3 separate regions of the Rattus norvegicus genome follow, and all the other regions are linked to region 2. A link is a contact called in public Hi-C data. All regions are on one chromosome and are shown on one strand. The core of a region is the stretch at or near the end of the contact, and the rest is flanking DNA. Distances in the headings are between cores, read along the strand shown. Region 1 overlaps Prkce (protein kinase C, epsilon). Region 2 has its middle 15 kb from the start of Tmem247. Region 3 overlaps Prkce (protein kinase C, epsilon).

What was found. Hi-C and Micro-C count contacts between places; a contact is called where the count stands out from the background.
Region 1: a contact with region 2 is called in a Hi-C map of Schwann cells, with 6 times the contacts expected there. The contact joins two enhancer-like sites. A contact is called at or near these places in 4 of 12 Hi-C or Micro-C datasets (the A7r5 cell line, Schwann cells, hepatocytes and 1 more) and 1 of 1 datasets of contacts at active chromatin or transcription factors (oligodendrocytes).
Region 3: a contact with region 2 is called in a Hi-C map of liver, with 6 times the contacts expected there. The contact joins two enhancer-like sites. A contact is called at or near these places in 9 of 12 Hi-C or Micro-C datasets (the A7r5 cell line, Schwann cells, frontal cortex and 5 more) and 1 of 1 datasets of contacts at active chromatin or transcription factors (oligodendrocytes).

The regions. Positions count from the first base shown.
Region 1 is chr6:13,758,990-13,763,268 of GRCr8, forward strand. All of the region lies in intron 11 of Prkce (protein kinase C, epsilon), which reads right to left. Among named protein-coding and RNA genes, the nearest start is that of Epas1, 140 kb to the left of the region's middle. Within about 2 kb of position 1,997, at least 16 of the 93 cell types and tissues checked have an H3K27ac peak or open chromatin away from gene starts, as enhancers often do. A contact at or near this core is called in Schwann cells, where this site is marked.
Region 2 is chr6:13,466,776-13,471,447 of GRCr8, forward strand. No RefSeq gene overlaps it. Among named protein-coding and RNA genes, the nearest start is that of Tmem247, 15 kb to the left of the region's middle. Within about 2 kb of position 1,771, at least 47 of the 93 cell types and tissues checked have an H3K27ac peak or open chromatin away from gene starts, as enhancers often do. A contact at or near this core is called in Schwann cells and liver, where this site is marked.
Region 3 is chr6:13,825,007-13,829,950 of GRCr8, forward strand. The region is part of intron 10 of Prkce (protein kinase C, epsilon); the gene reads right to left. Among named protein-coding and RNA genes, the nearest start is that of Prkcel1, 100 kb to the right of the region's middle. Within about 2 kb of position 3,140, at least 3 of the 93 cell types and tissues checked have an H3K27ac peak or open chromatin away from gene starts, as enhancers often do. A contact at or near this core is called in liver, where this site is marked.

The DNA.
Region 1 (4,279 bases), core at 747-3,246, 290 kb after region 2:
CTCCTCTCCTCTCCTCTCCTCTCCTCTCCTCTCCTCTCCTCTCCTCTCCTCTCCTCTCCTCTCCTCTCCTCTCCTCTCCTCTCCTTTCCTCCTCTCCTCTCCTCTCCTTTCCTCCTCTCCTCTCCTTTCCTCCTCTCCTCTCCTCTCCTCTCCTCTCCCCTCCCCTCCCCTCTCTTCCCCTCCCCTCCCCTCTCTTCCCCTCCCCTCCCCTCCCCTCTCTTCCCCTCCCCTCCCCTCCCCTCCCCTCTCTTCCCCTCCCCTCCCCTCCCCTCTCTTCCCCTCCCCTCCCCTCCCCTCTCTTGCATGAGGCTAGCAGCATGCCTGGTGCTAACAGCCAGTTTTAACCAGCAAAACTAGCATCGAATCAAGGGAATGGCTGGGTGACTCACAGAGATGGGTCTGTCTGAAGCTCTGCTGTCCCGTGTTGCTATAGTTACTGTACCCGAACTCACTGCTGAAGAACACAGCTATTGTTTTATTTTTTCAGTCTTTCCAGAGGTCTGAAGTAAGACTTTTGTGATTTGCCCCCTCTGAGCCCCCATTGTCTATAAATATCCAATACCTGTATGACAGTTTATGAACAGAAGTTATCAGTTCTTGCTGCGAGGCAAGATGCTGAGTGGCCCTGACTTCTGCTTCTGATCACGAATCCTAACTCTGCTGCTTCCTAGCTGGGTGGGTGAACAGCCCAAAGGATCTTTGTGGATTCCTTACCTTACATGTGAACTGGTGTAATTTGGTTGCCAAGACTGAAGGGTGGTTTGAGAAAGCTCTTCTCCAGGGGTCTTTAAATAATCAAAATTGAAAGCATGCATCCCAGCTAAGGTAAGGTAAGTAGCTGTGATCCCATAGCTATTCTTATTTTTGAAAGGAAGTATTCACTACATCCTCTTTTGCATAAGTCACCAAGGTGAGGGGGGATTTTCCCACCAAACCCAGTGAGAAAAAAATCCCAGCAAGTCACAGGGTCTTTCTGTGTTTGCCTCTGCTGGAAAGAGTAAAAGTGTGGTGGTGGTGGTGGTGGTGGTGTGTGTGTGTGTGTGTGTGGTGGGTGTGTATGTGTGTGTGGTGGTGGTGGTGTATGTGTGTATGTGTGTGGTGGTGGTGGTGGTGTGTGTAGGTGTGTGGTGGGTGTGTATGTGTGTGTGGTGGTGGTGGTGTATGTGTGTATGTGGTGTATGTGTGGAGGGGTGGTGTGTGTGTATGGGGGGGGTAGACCTGGGCATAACAGCCAGGACTGAGAAGAGCAAACATCTCAGACTATGGTGCCACACAGGGATCTCTAGGGGGTCTTGGGGGAGTGGGGTAGGGTGGGGTGGATGTAGGTCAAAGCTGAGGGGTGAGCCAGGCCCGGAAGTGCAGCTACTCCATGGATCCCCATTTCCTCTCCACAGTACCCCTATGTTGTCACTTTTCCCACCTGGGACACAGTTCTTCTAAACTGGTGGCAACTTCCCCAAGAGTGAAAGCCAGACCACATTCCTTCTATAAACCACTTGTCCTTAGAACATGGCTAGTACCTGAGACTTAATAGACCAGAAAAGAAATGGGGACAATGTCTGTGCTTGTCTTGAAACCTTGAAGGAGAAGTGCTGAACACCCCATGCTGCTACAAACCCAGAAGCTGTGTTTGAATGCTCCACTCCCTCGAGTGTTTGTTCCACAGAGCTTAGGCCTCCACGCCACATAGTTGACAGGAAATTCTTAGTTACTTGAGATAAGAGATCAGGAAAATGATTTCAGGGGTGCCAGCATTTGGATCACTCTTGAGGCAGGTGGTGCAGAAACTGCTTGTCTGAGGCTGACTGGTTAGTCAGGGAGGAATGGAAGTGCTCCTGGCGCATTTCCAAACACCTCCAGTATTTCACAAGACACTCAGGAGAAAGGCGAGCTTTCTCTGTGGAGTCAAAACGCCCTCTGGTTAAACGCCCCGGGCTATTGTAGCAAATGGTAATGACTGGCTGGTATCATCTGCCTGGCATCCTCTGTGGCAACAACCCAGCCTCTCTTTCAAGAATGCTCAGTCACTCAAAGGCCACATGAGGCCAAGCAGGGAGGCAAGTAAGGGGTAGCCATTATCTTCATAAACAAAAGCATGCTGAAGTATGAAGCCTGTGGAGTGATTCACTGTTTTGTTCTGTGTTCATCAGAGGAAGAAACCTACATTTTTGCAGATCAATCATTTAAAATCCAAAGAGCTGCTATGTGGAGGGTGAGGGAGGGGGAAGTGGGTGTGCACACGAGTGCCTCTGAGTGTAAAGGTCAGCATTGGGGGGTTCTTCAGTAACTCTCCACCTAGTATTTTTTGAGGCAGGGTCTCTCACTGAATTTAGAGTCAGCAGGCCTCAGGGGTCCTGTTGCTTTAGCAGTTATAGGGTTAACGGTTTGCATCGCCACATCCCCACCACTTTGCATGGGTTGTTGGGGTATCAGGCTCACTTTACCAACTGAGCCATCTCTCCAGCCATCACTGTCTCTTAAAAATAAGATATTTTGTGTGCTGGAGTATTTTACCTACAATGTAGGTATCCACACCAAATGGCGTACCTGGTGCCCACAGAGCCCAGAGGTGTTTTTGGGTCCTGTGGAACCAGAGTCACAGATGGTCATGAGCTGCCATGTGGGTGCTGGGAATCAAATCCCGTCTTCTGCAAGAACAGCCAGTGCTGTTAACCACAGAGCTATTTCCTGGCCCCAGTCATTGCTATCTGTCTGTCTGTCTATTTGTCTATCTATTTATATTCTGATCCCTTGACACAGGGATTCTCTGTGTATCCCTGGTTGTCCTGGAACTCTCTCTGTAGACCAGGCTGGCCTCAAACTCTGAGATTCCCCAAGTCCACACCACCACCCGGTGGTGTCTGCCCAGCTATCACTGCCTTTTAAAGAGATTTTCTCCAAACGCTTTCAGGTCAAGCCCACTGTTGACTCCTAACGTCTAGTTTTTATCTATCCCCGCCCTGCAATCTTGAAGGCTATTGCTTTCGTGATTCTTAATTTGATGGATTGCCCAGGCTGATCTCAGACTCCTGAGTCCCTCCCACCTCAGCCTTCCCAGCTGGCTGGAACTGGATGTGTGTCCTACTACACCCTCCAGGGAGGACTCTTATCTGCATTTTTCTAATTGAGAAAAAAAAAAGGGTCTGGGGACATTTATTTTTTAACTGATCCCTGACACACAGGTGGCAGGAAACCACTTCCATGTGCTTAACCACTTTGCCCTGTTGCCTGAGGTGAATTGAGTGCGTCCACGCTTGGCCCTTCTGTGGGACAGCAAGCATTGCTGCTACCACAGGATGGCTGTTCTGACTCATGGAAACACATTTATAAGATGAAACTGATAAGCCAGACAAGGGCATTTTCACCACACGGACTTATCTAGGGAGAGCAGGCCTTCACCTACTGTTCTGACAGCTAAAGACTCAGGTGTCAAATGGCTGGCTTAGAGCCAAGACAAGTAACCTGGGGGTGTACCCGGGAAGTAGGGCTTGGAGTCACTGCAGAGTAACTTATCTGATTGTAAGCCTCGATGCTTGCTTCCTACAAACCCATAGCAAGGGCCCGGATAGATGGCTCAGCGGGTGAGAGCCCACACTTCTTTTGGAGAGGACCCAAATTGGGTTCTCAGTATCTACAGCAGGTGGCTCCTACCAGCCTGTAACTTCAGTTCCAAAGACCCTGACTCCATCCTCTAACCTGCCTGGGGACTTGCATTCACTTGAAACCACACACAAAAACCAAAATACAACTTCTTTAAAGTTCACATCGAGGAAGGCTTGCACATGCTTAGCTTTTGCTGGGTAATTTCCTGACCCCTGTTGATGGAGAACAGGTATTTGTATCCCCTGTCATGGGGAAGAGGCTCCAAGGCCATCATGATATTCATATCTGGTGTCCCACCCCTTGTCATGTCACCAACCAAGTACATGTCACCATGGACTTATCAAAATGGCTACTTGGGATCCGATGTACAGACTAGATCTGAGGACAGAGATGTCAAACAAGTTGCTTCCCTGTGTTTCTCTGACCAAACGTGGAGAGATGAGGTGGTTAGCTCCATGCTGAAGACCTAACATTGTTAGGATCCACTGGCAACTGGAAGCTGTGAGACTTGAACCTTCAAACCTAACTGTTGTACACTAAATGCTGCCATCTCCTCTTGGGAGCAAATCTTTGTCAGTGCGCACTTAAACAAAACAAACCAAACGCAATTTTAAACCCGTGTTCTGCATGTATTCAGTAGTATCCTAAGATCTGAGGGCACTGTGTAATGAGGGGA
Region 2 (4,672 bases), core at 521-3,020:
ATGCACACATGCACACACACATGTGCACACACACACGCACACACACTGTTTAGGTCAACAGTGATGGAATATAGATTTTAGCAAGTAATAACTCGGGAGTATCAGAAGGGAGGTGTTAGCCATATGGATGTTTGGGAGTGACCCAGCCATTAAGCTGATTAAGGCATATTAAACACAATGCTGTGTGTGTGTGTCTTTCATTTGGGACTCCAGAAGGTTGGGGCAGGTAGCCAGGAACTCATGCTGCCTTGGCTGCCTGGACGATTTGAGTGGAATTAATCACCTACCACAACAACTTGCAATTCACAGTTGCATAAGGCAGGCCCAAGAGTCTCTCCGTAAATGGAAAGGGAACACCTTGGCTTACGCAGATGTCTCCAAAGTTCGCTGGTTCTAGACTCATTCTCCATCCACCTGCTCCCCTGAGAACTGGGGCTGAGACCTGTACAGTGTCTTTGGGACCAGCCCTGGAGCTCATGAGGAACCTGCTTTTCTCATACTGGGTTCACGAGAGTGGCGGTAAAAATAATCTGCAGAGACTATGCTCAACCCTGACTTTGACACGTGCTCCTTGCAGCTCAGGGGTGCTGACACAGCTTACTTGCACACGTGTTTTAGTGACTACTTGTCACAGTCCGAGCAGGCCACTAGCACATAGTAGGTGTTCAGCCACATGCTTGTTAAAGTGTAAGGCCAGGTGCTCCAGAAGTGATTTCTCAAAAGAAAATAAGTGTGTGGTTGAGCACAGCTCTGCGGTAGAAAACGAGGCTCAATCTTGCTCTCTTGGTATTCAGGAACAGTTCCTCTTGGTCTTCTGTGTTTGGGTTTGCTCTAAGAAGCCCTGGAGCGTCCGGGCCCGCCCCTTCCTTGGTAGCAATACTGCTTTCGGTCCAGAAGATGGCGAGCAAAGCCAACAGGAAGGCACGCAGTTCATTAGCTCAGCGCCAGGCCTGAGTGAGCGGTTAGCTCATCTCTTAAGAGACAGGGGTTGGAAAACTGTTTGCCAACGCTTTTAAATATGCGCGGAGGATAAGGGCTGGCCTCGGAGGCAGGGCTTCGGGCTGACCTCTGTGAAAAGGAGCAGTTTAGAAAGGGCAGCCGAAGTGGAAAGATCACAGCAGGTGTGACTGGGTCGTTCTTCAAGAGCCGCTTTCACATCTTCAGCAGCTTTTCTCTAAAGCCAAAACAGCCGGGGAGCATCGGCAGGCCAGGGCACCATCCTTGTCTGAGATGCTCTCTGGCTTTGGAAAGCAGTCCGAGTTTGTGGTCCTTGGTGACTCTCCAGTGTACTGGAGGCTTCCAGGGGCTTCCCGGTCATGTTTGCACGGGTCTTTATACTGAACGGAGGTTGGGAAAGCTTTACACAATGATTTGAGCTGACTAGAAAGAGGTAACAGATCGATGGGGGAGGTTCCAGCCAGGTGGGAATTTGCCAAATAGCTTTTAAAAGAGGTTGAGGAGGCCATCCAATGCTGTGTCTTCAAAGTCAGCGTGATGCAAAGTAAGGTCAGACAGGGCAAGGGTGTGACCCTGGGAAGGGGTGAAGTGCCTCCCCAATTTTTACACAGATTTCTAAGGCTACAGCCACCCTCCACCCCACCCCCATTTTCTTGTGACCTAAATCCTCCCCTGAAGCAGAGCTGGGCTCTAGGCCAGGGTGTCAGTCATGGACAAAGGCGTCCTGTTTCGAAGATCTGGCCACTGTGTTTGCCTGAAGAGTCCAACAAATGCTGTAGGCCTCCCCCAGCCGATAACATAGAAATACAGAGTTCCTCCCAGGACACCAGCAACACTGCCCCCTCAGGTTTCCACGGCATGGTGTCAGGGCTGTATCCATGAGGCCACTTGGTTCTGATTGTATGGTAGCTGCTAGGCTGGCTTCTTCCTCCAGATGACCCCATTCTGGCTTTGTTTGTTTTTCCTAGCTGACTGGAAAGCCTTTTTCTCAGGTTTTTGGATCAAGAGTGAATGACACCCCAATGTAGCCTGTTTTCTCTCTCTCTCCCTCTCCCTCTCCTTCTCCCTCTCCCTCTCCCCTCCCCTCCCTGTCCCTCTCTGCCTATTTTATCCTCCTGCTTCCCAGAACCCTGGTACTTCTGCCTCTCATTGAAGGCACAATGCCGGAGGATGCTGCTGGCCTGAGGACTCATTGCTGTACAGGAGGGAGATAGAACTTTTTAGCTCAGTAGGAAGTTTCTACTCCAGAGGAATGGGGATGCTGACATCTACCTGTCATCTGGTCACTGGGGGTGCAGAGACAGCAGAGACGACAAATGAGTATACATTAAGGGGGCCAGGTCTCTTAGTGGGAAGGAGAGGATGGGGTGGAGGGTGTGTCAGGTGGGAAATGGGGGGACAGAGGCACAATGCCAGGGAGAGGTCTGTGAGACATCTCTAGGTGTCGGGAGGCACAGCTTTCCAGCTTATACAAGAGCTGTGTGTGTGTGTGTGTGTGTGTGTGTGTGTTGTGTGTATGTGTGTGTATGTGTGGTGTGTGTGTATGGTGTGTGTGGTGTGTGTGTGTATGGTGTGTGTGTGTGGTGTGTGTGTGTGGTGTGTGTAGTGTGTGTGTGTGGTGTGTGTGTGTGGTGTGTGTGTGTGTGGTGTGTGTGGTGTATGTCTATGTATATGGTGTGTGTGGTGTGTGTGTGTATGGTGTGTGTGTATGTATGTGTATGGTGTGTGTGTGTGGTATGTGTGTGTATGGTGTGTGTGTGTGGTGTGTGGTGTGTGTGTATGGTGGGTGTATGTGTATGTGTATGGTGTGTGTGTGGTGTGTGTATGGTGGGTGTATGTGTATGTGTATGGTGTGTGTGTGGTGTGTGTGGTGTGTGTATGTGGTGTGTGTGTATGGTGTGTGTGTGGTGTATGTGTATGGTGTGTGTGTGGTGTGTGTGTATGTGTGTGTGTATGGTGTGTGTGTATGGTGTGTGTGTATGGTGTGTGTGTATGGTGTGTGTGTGTGTGGTGTGTGGTGTGTGTGTATGGTGGGTGTATGTGTATGTGTATGGTGTGTGTGTGGTGTGTGTATGGTGGGTGTATGTGTATGTGTATGGTGTGTGTGTGGTGTGTGTGGTGTGTGTGTGTGGTGTGTGTGTATGGTGTGTGTGTGGTGTACGTGTATGGTGTGTGTGTGGTGTGTGTGTATGTGTGTGTGTATGGTGTGTGTGTGTGGTGTGTGTGTGTGGTGTGTGTGTGTGGTGTATGTCTATGTATATGGTGTGTGTGTGTGTGGTGTGTGTGTGTGGTGTGTGTGGTGTATGTCTATGTATATGGTGTGTGTGTATGTGTGTGTGTATGGTGTGTGGTGTGTGTGTGTGTGGTGTATGTGTATGTGTATGGTGTGTGTGTGGTGTGTGTGTGTGTGGTGTGTGTGTGTGTGGTGTGTGTGTGTGTGTGGTGTGTGTGGTGTATGTCTATGTATATGGTGTGTGTGTGGTGTGTGTATGTGTGTGGTGTGTGGTGTGTGTGTGTGTGGTGTGTGTGTATGTGTGGGTGTGTGGTGTGTGGTGTGTGTGTGTGTGTGTGTGTGTGTGTGTGTGTGTGTGTATAGGGTGCCATGAAGAGCAGCATCTGTGGTAACAGAGCTATGGTCATTGCCCTTGGGGAAGGAACTACTTGGCTGTGTGGAAATAAGTATTTGGAGAATTAATGTGGCTTAAATTAGAGTGGAATGGGAAAATCCAGGGGGAAGGGAACCATTTAGGAGTTGTCAGTTCTGGGCAACAGTGGATGACAGGGAGATTAAGAAGGTACCTGGGGACAGATGTCAACCACAGCCTGCAGGAAAAATTGACACAGGCCCCTGGGAGATGAGAAGGACCTTGGTATCTAGGAAGTCACAGAGGGAGTCCTGTGGAAATCCTGGTGTGGCCAGAAGGCTCAGCCCCTAATGTGCCCACAAAGGGATCTTATTCATGTGGTCACTTGTGTAAGGAGCAAAGCAGAGCCTATAGCCAGACAGGACCTTTCCGTGGCTTCCTCTCCCACTCTGGGCTCTTGTTCCTTCAGGGGCCACTCAGCACCCTGACTGCATGCACACTTGGCTAAGCCTCTGCTGCCAACCAGTTTAAAAAGTAGTCGCCTCTTGGCCAGGGCTCTCTGCTTAGCTCTGGCCACAGCCTGGGACAGAGCTCTCTTGACTGCACTTGGAGGAAGGCAGGTGTTCTGTCGCTCAATGGCAGGACTCAGCTGTTCTGAAGGTGGGAGAGGAATGAGCCTGTTTGGAAGGCTCTGTTTAGGAAGTGAGACTGGGAGTTCTGTCAGAGAAGGGGAGGCGGGGGAGAGAACTTTCTGGAAGTTAAGACAGGCAGTGCGAGCCACCTCTTTCTTCCAGTCCAGGCTCTTTGAGTCAGCTGCTTATATGATTGATGGTGACATTTATTTACTGCAGTTTTCCAGGGGTCACAGATCCCTAACAGATGCCCGGTGCCTTGCAGGGGAACACTGGTAGCATTGTGAAGAAAACATTTTCATTCTGAGTGAGTCACAGAGGCAGGGGGACAATGAGTCCTGAGAACTGGCAGGAGATAGGTGTGGAGGAGTTGGGGTGGGTGAAGTTACCCCAGCCTGATGCTCCCTAGGGCCCCCTCTCTGCACCTCTGGTTTCTCAGTTGTGTGGTGAGGTTTCCTCACTGGAGCCTCTTCACGCTCCTTTAGTGCGTTGACCTTC
Region 3 (4,944 bases), core at 1,890-4,389, 360 kb after region 2:
GAACTGGTGGTGGTGGTGGTAGTAGTGGGTGAAACCTGAAATGAACAGCCTAGGATCTGACTATGATCCACACAGTCCTGTTGGCAGCCTTCTTCCCACCAGAGTTTGCCATGACAGCTTTTCTCCACCCTCATCGCTCCCTGTACAGTGGTTCAAATCCTCTTCTGGCTACAGACTACTGGGTTCAAGGCCTATTTAGCTACATCCTGGCTGATATCAACTTGGTAAACTGCAGTACCCATTTCTCTACCTGTGAAACAGAGACTCAGCTGTGAGTACAGAGTGAGACTATTAAGTTATCTCTATGGTAGGTGCCTGGTCCATAAAAAACAGAACAGGAAAATAAACGTTCTGAAGTCTCACTCCCAGTGGGTCATTCCGTAGCTGCATGGGGGCTTAGGGACAGACAGTGTTCAAGGCACTTAGCTTGTATTTAAGGAAGGCTTTCAAAATGTCTACTTAGCAGAAGGCTCCAGTGTATAAGAGAACACACTAAAGGTTCTGTTTTATAAGTTATCAGAAAGACTCCAGAGGGGAATGTGGGGCTTAAAAGGGCAATGGAGTTAAAATGATTAGGCCCCACCAGTCCATCTGCAGCAGACCACCAAGACACTGGCATTTCTGCATGTCCTGTAGTTTGCCAACAAAGGAGAGACACCCTGGTTTGGAAGCAAGTCTTCTTTGATTTTTTTCCTACCTTGGGTTTTTCTAACCCAAGGCAAATGGGAAGATGGTTAATGAGGAAAGATTGACATCTACCAAACATAGGCCTTAAAATCTACATTTTAACATTTTACCTCCAGGAACAAAGGAGTCGGTTGATTGACTAAGGTCACGGAGCTAAGGAAGCAGATCAGCCAGTCCAGGACTGCAGGCCAGATCTCGGTTTCAATGCCTTAGCTCTTCCCTCACTGTAGGAGTCACCCTCAATGTCATTCAACAAAACTGCCAATAAATATCCAAAATTAACATTCGAGGCTGAAGGCGGCAGGAGTGAGTCTAGGGCTCAGCATAAAATAAGTTATTTTATTCCACCCACATTGTTTTTATAGCTGTATCATGGATGTCTAGAGAAATCTAAATTTTATCACAGATGCTACATAAAATGAAGGCTTCAAGACAGTGAGAATTGATTTTAAGAGGTCACAAAGCATACAAATTATTTTATGTTTTAAATTATAAGCACCGTTATAGGTGTATGTTTTTGTTTGATTTCAACATTTTTCTGCAAAGCACACATTAAACATAAAACAGAACAAAAGAACAACAGTAACAACAACAGCAGCAACAAAACCCAGCCCCTCCTGTAGAAGTACACGGTGAACGCGTGTCCTGTCCTGATCCACTCATCTTACAGAGACCACCTCTGGCCGCGGTTACGGGGCTCCCTCAGCTATAGGTGATGGGCAGAGTGGAGAGCTTTCATGCTGCATGTGCTAAGTAGCAGGTGTCTAGAAGTCCCGAAGAAGCTGCCAAGTCAAAGGCCACCTCCCTAGGAGACTCCCCTGCAAGCTCTTCATGCTACTGTCACTGAGGGAGAACAAAGCCCAATTAATCAAATCACGGTGCTTTCCAAACTCTAGTACATAGAAAACTCAAATGGGAACTTTCCAAAAAAAAAAAAAAAAAAACAGATTCCAGGAAACTCCATCCAATCCCCATTCCATATGCCTAGATTGAACCCTAAAATCTCGCCTCTCTAACAGGCTCCCAGTCAGGGCAACGTTCCCAAGTAGAACTCACACTTCAAATGGTGTGGGTTAGCGTGCACTCCCCACCCCCCAGGCCTCTGGTAAACTAGATTGCAATCTGAGGGAAGAGGGTATGGAGGAGGGAAGCAGGGAGAGGAATGAATGAAAGCAGAGGACAAGGACAGAAATATATGAAGAGGCCACAATGACATCCATTACTTTGTATGTTTAACCTAAAACTTTCACTTAAACAATTCAGTCTCATCTCTCCGAGCTCCGGACAGACAGGAGCTGACACCCAAACCACATCAGTATTAATGGTTGCAACCAGGGCTTCTCATGTCTCCCAGGGAACTGCGTGCACCAAACCTGTGTTGCACAAACTTTCCAGGCAGCCGTATTTTGAACTAATGGAGATACTTGGTACCTGCCAACCTTAGGACACACCTTATATTCTGATATCAGAGACTGCTATTTAGTCTGCTGGTGTTTTTGTTGTTGTTTTTGTTTTTGAGGGTTTTTTTGTGTGTGTGTGTCTGTGTTCCAAATGGGTTTTCTCAGCTCTTAAATCCTTGAATGAAATCATCAACCTATAAACTATTACCAATTAGAGTTACTGACTGATGTGTTTGCCGTATCTTTACCCCGCACAGCTGACATGAGCTACCGAGGTGAGTGAACAGCGGTTTCTAGACGCCTGATGCAGCAGCGTATTAAGATCTGGATTCCCAAGAGCCCCTGGTCTGTCTTCCTGAAGCCTTTACCAGCAGAATGGGCATGCTTACAGTCTAACTGACTGATTCCTCAAGGGATTCACGCAAACAAGTGTCTTCTCGTCATTCATTCTCCATCTGGACTAAGTTATACTCCTGTATAACCTTTCTTTTTTTTAAATCCCAATGACTGCTCCTACATGCCCTGGTTAGTTTTATTGTCAACGTAATACATGGGGAATGAGGGAACCTCAACAGGGGAATTGCCCCATCAGACTGACCTGTGCACGGCGGATCTATAGGGCATTTTCTTGATTGCTAATTGAGGTAGACGGGCCCAGCCCACTGTGGGCGGTGCCATCCTTAGGCAGGTGGGCTTGGACTAAATATGAAAGATAACTGAAGGGAAGCAAGACAGTAAGAGGCATTCTTCCACAGGCTTTGCTCCAGTTCTGCCCTTTATGATCCTCTCACTTGGCTTTCCTGCCTTGGCTTCCCTGAGTGATGGGGCTGTGACCTATTAGCTGAAACAAACCCCTTTCTCCTCAAGTTACTTTCTGTCAGTGTGTTCTACCAGAGCAACATGCTACCTACCCATCAATAGTGCAAAGTGGGAGGCAAACCAGTAAAAGTTTTTCGATTGTCTGCGGTATTTTACCTCAGCTAAGGATAGGATCATTCAGCCAGTATGGAAACTCTCCCTTCATGCATAGAATTATGAAAGAGGGGTGTGTTCTTGTGCAATGTTGACCTGGGAGGAAGCACACGAGACGCTGGCTTATTTCCAGTGCATACGACTTTTACCGTTCCCTTTACCTCGAATTACCTCGTTAGTCTGCCGTGTCAGGAGGAAGGCTGAGTAAGAATCAAGTTAGCTGGTTTCTTAGAGATGAGCAATTCCTTTACCTTGGACCTCCCAGATCTGCTTTGCACTAACTGGAAGTTTTGACTAGGGCTTGTAATTGCCAGTCTTCAGCAGGTATTGTGGGAGCATATGCTAGGTGCCAGCAGAAGCCCTCCAAAGCAAGTTTGTCTGTTCCCCGGCTTTCTCTCAGCGCACCAGCACATATCTATCCTCCAGATTTCCTAATTCGGGCAAGCCTAAAACCCATACACAGAACAGGTAGAAAGGACAAACAAGATTTCCAGGCAGCAAAGTCCAAGACCAACAAACAAAACTCATGGCCTTGGGCTCAGTCTACCCCAGCCTGGCAGGGAGGACTCTGAGATGCACCTCAGGCTATTTCTCTCATCTTTAAACTGATGCTTTAAGCACCACACCTCTCCCATCACAGCAAACCATGAGAGCCAAATTGTTCTGAGGAACGGATCACACTCCTCGGTGCACAGCAGTTGTTTATATGGTACTGACTCAAGTACAGTTTGATGACATACCCTCCCTTTCTCTCATGTGTGATGCTGGATGAACCCGGGGCTTCACTCGTGCTACACACACGTCTCCATGCCCTGCCAACATGGTAGTATTAAGAAATGATTGGGAATTTATCTCTTGAAAGAAATACATACTTGAAAGAAATACTTGGAGAATTGGTAGCCAATTCAAATGCACACTTTTTTTTTTTTAAAAAAAAACAAACTTTTAAGAGCCTGCATTCTAGAGCACTTCCATAACTCCACCTATTTTTGCAAGCAATGTAATTAAAAATTACTCATCTTTTTATTTTGCAACCACATCTGCCTGGAAGCAGTTTATAATGTTCTAACTCCTGACCATGCATAGAAGTAACACCGCTTCTTTGAGTGCACAGAACCGAGTCAGCCATCAGCAGTTGTCCTGTGTCTTGTATCTCTGTTTGGACGAGATAAAGCACTGCCGACTTGGTCAAAATAGCAAAGCACAGACTGAAACAAAGCTCTAAGCACTTTCCTCTAAGCCTGAGACAGAGCACGCCGGAGAACAAACTACTCCACCCCATCTATGAAGCCTGTGCTGTGGTTCCCACGGACTTATAACCAAAGGTCAGCCAGTGACAACAGTTGCCTGCAACTTACCAGCACAGACAGAAACTTCTGCCGTGCTCTGGTCATCCGGATGGGAGATTTATGAGAGGCAGAGACAGATGGGTCCATAAATGGCACCCCGAACGACAAGGATAACTTATTTTCATAATTCATTTGAACGCAATGTAACAGGTAATATGAGGTTGTGCGATGAGTGTATGTCTGGAGTTCCTAACAGAAGCTGATGGCTTCCTGGCTTCTTCTCTTGGTAACTGCAAAGTCCAAATGCCAAAATGCCTTGACCAGTTCTATTCTTCCTTATGTCTTTGAGGAGAAAGGGAGGGAGGAAAAGAAGGTGGATGTCACATACATGGCAAGGAGAAGAGCTCCCAGCTCTTGTTATTTGAGGTGACTGGCTAAGCTAGCATTCCCATGCGTGTGTTGGTGAAGGGAAACAGATTCAGCAAGACAAAGGAAGGGAAGTCACAAATACTTCCTCTCCCCAAATGTTATAGGTTTAATCTCATCATTCAAGAGCCCTGAAGTCCTTCCCCTCTTTTACGTTTCCCCTCTCTACC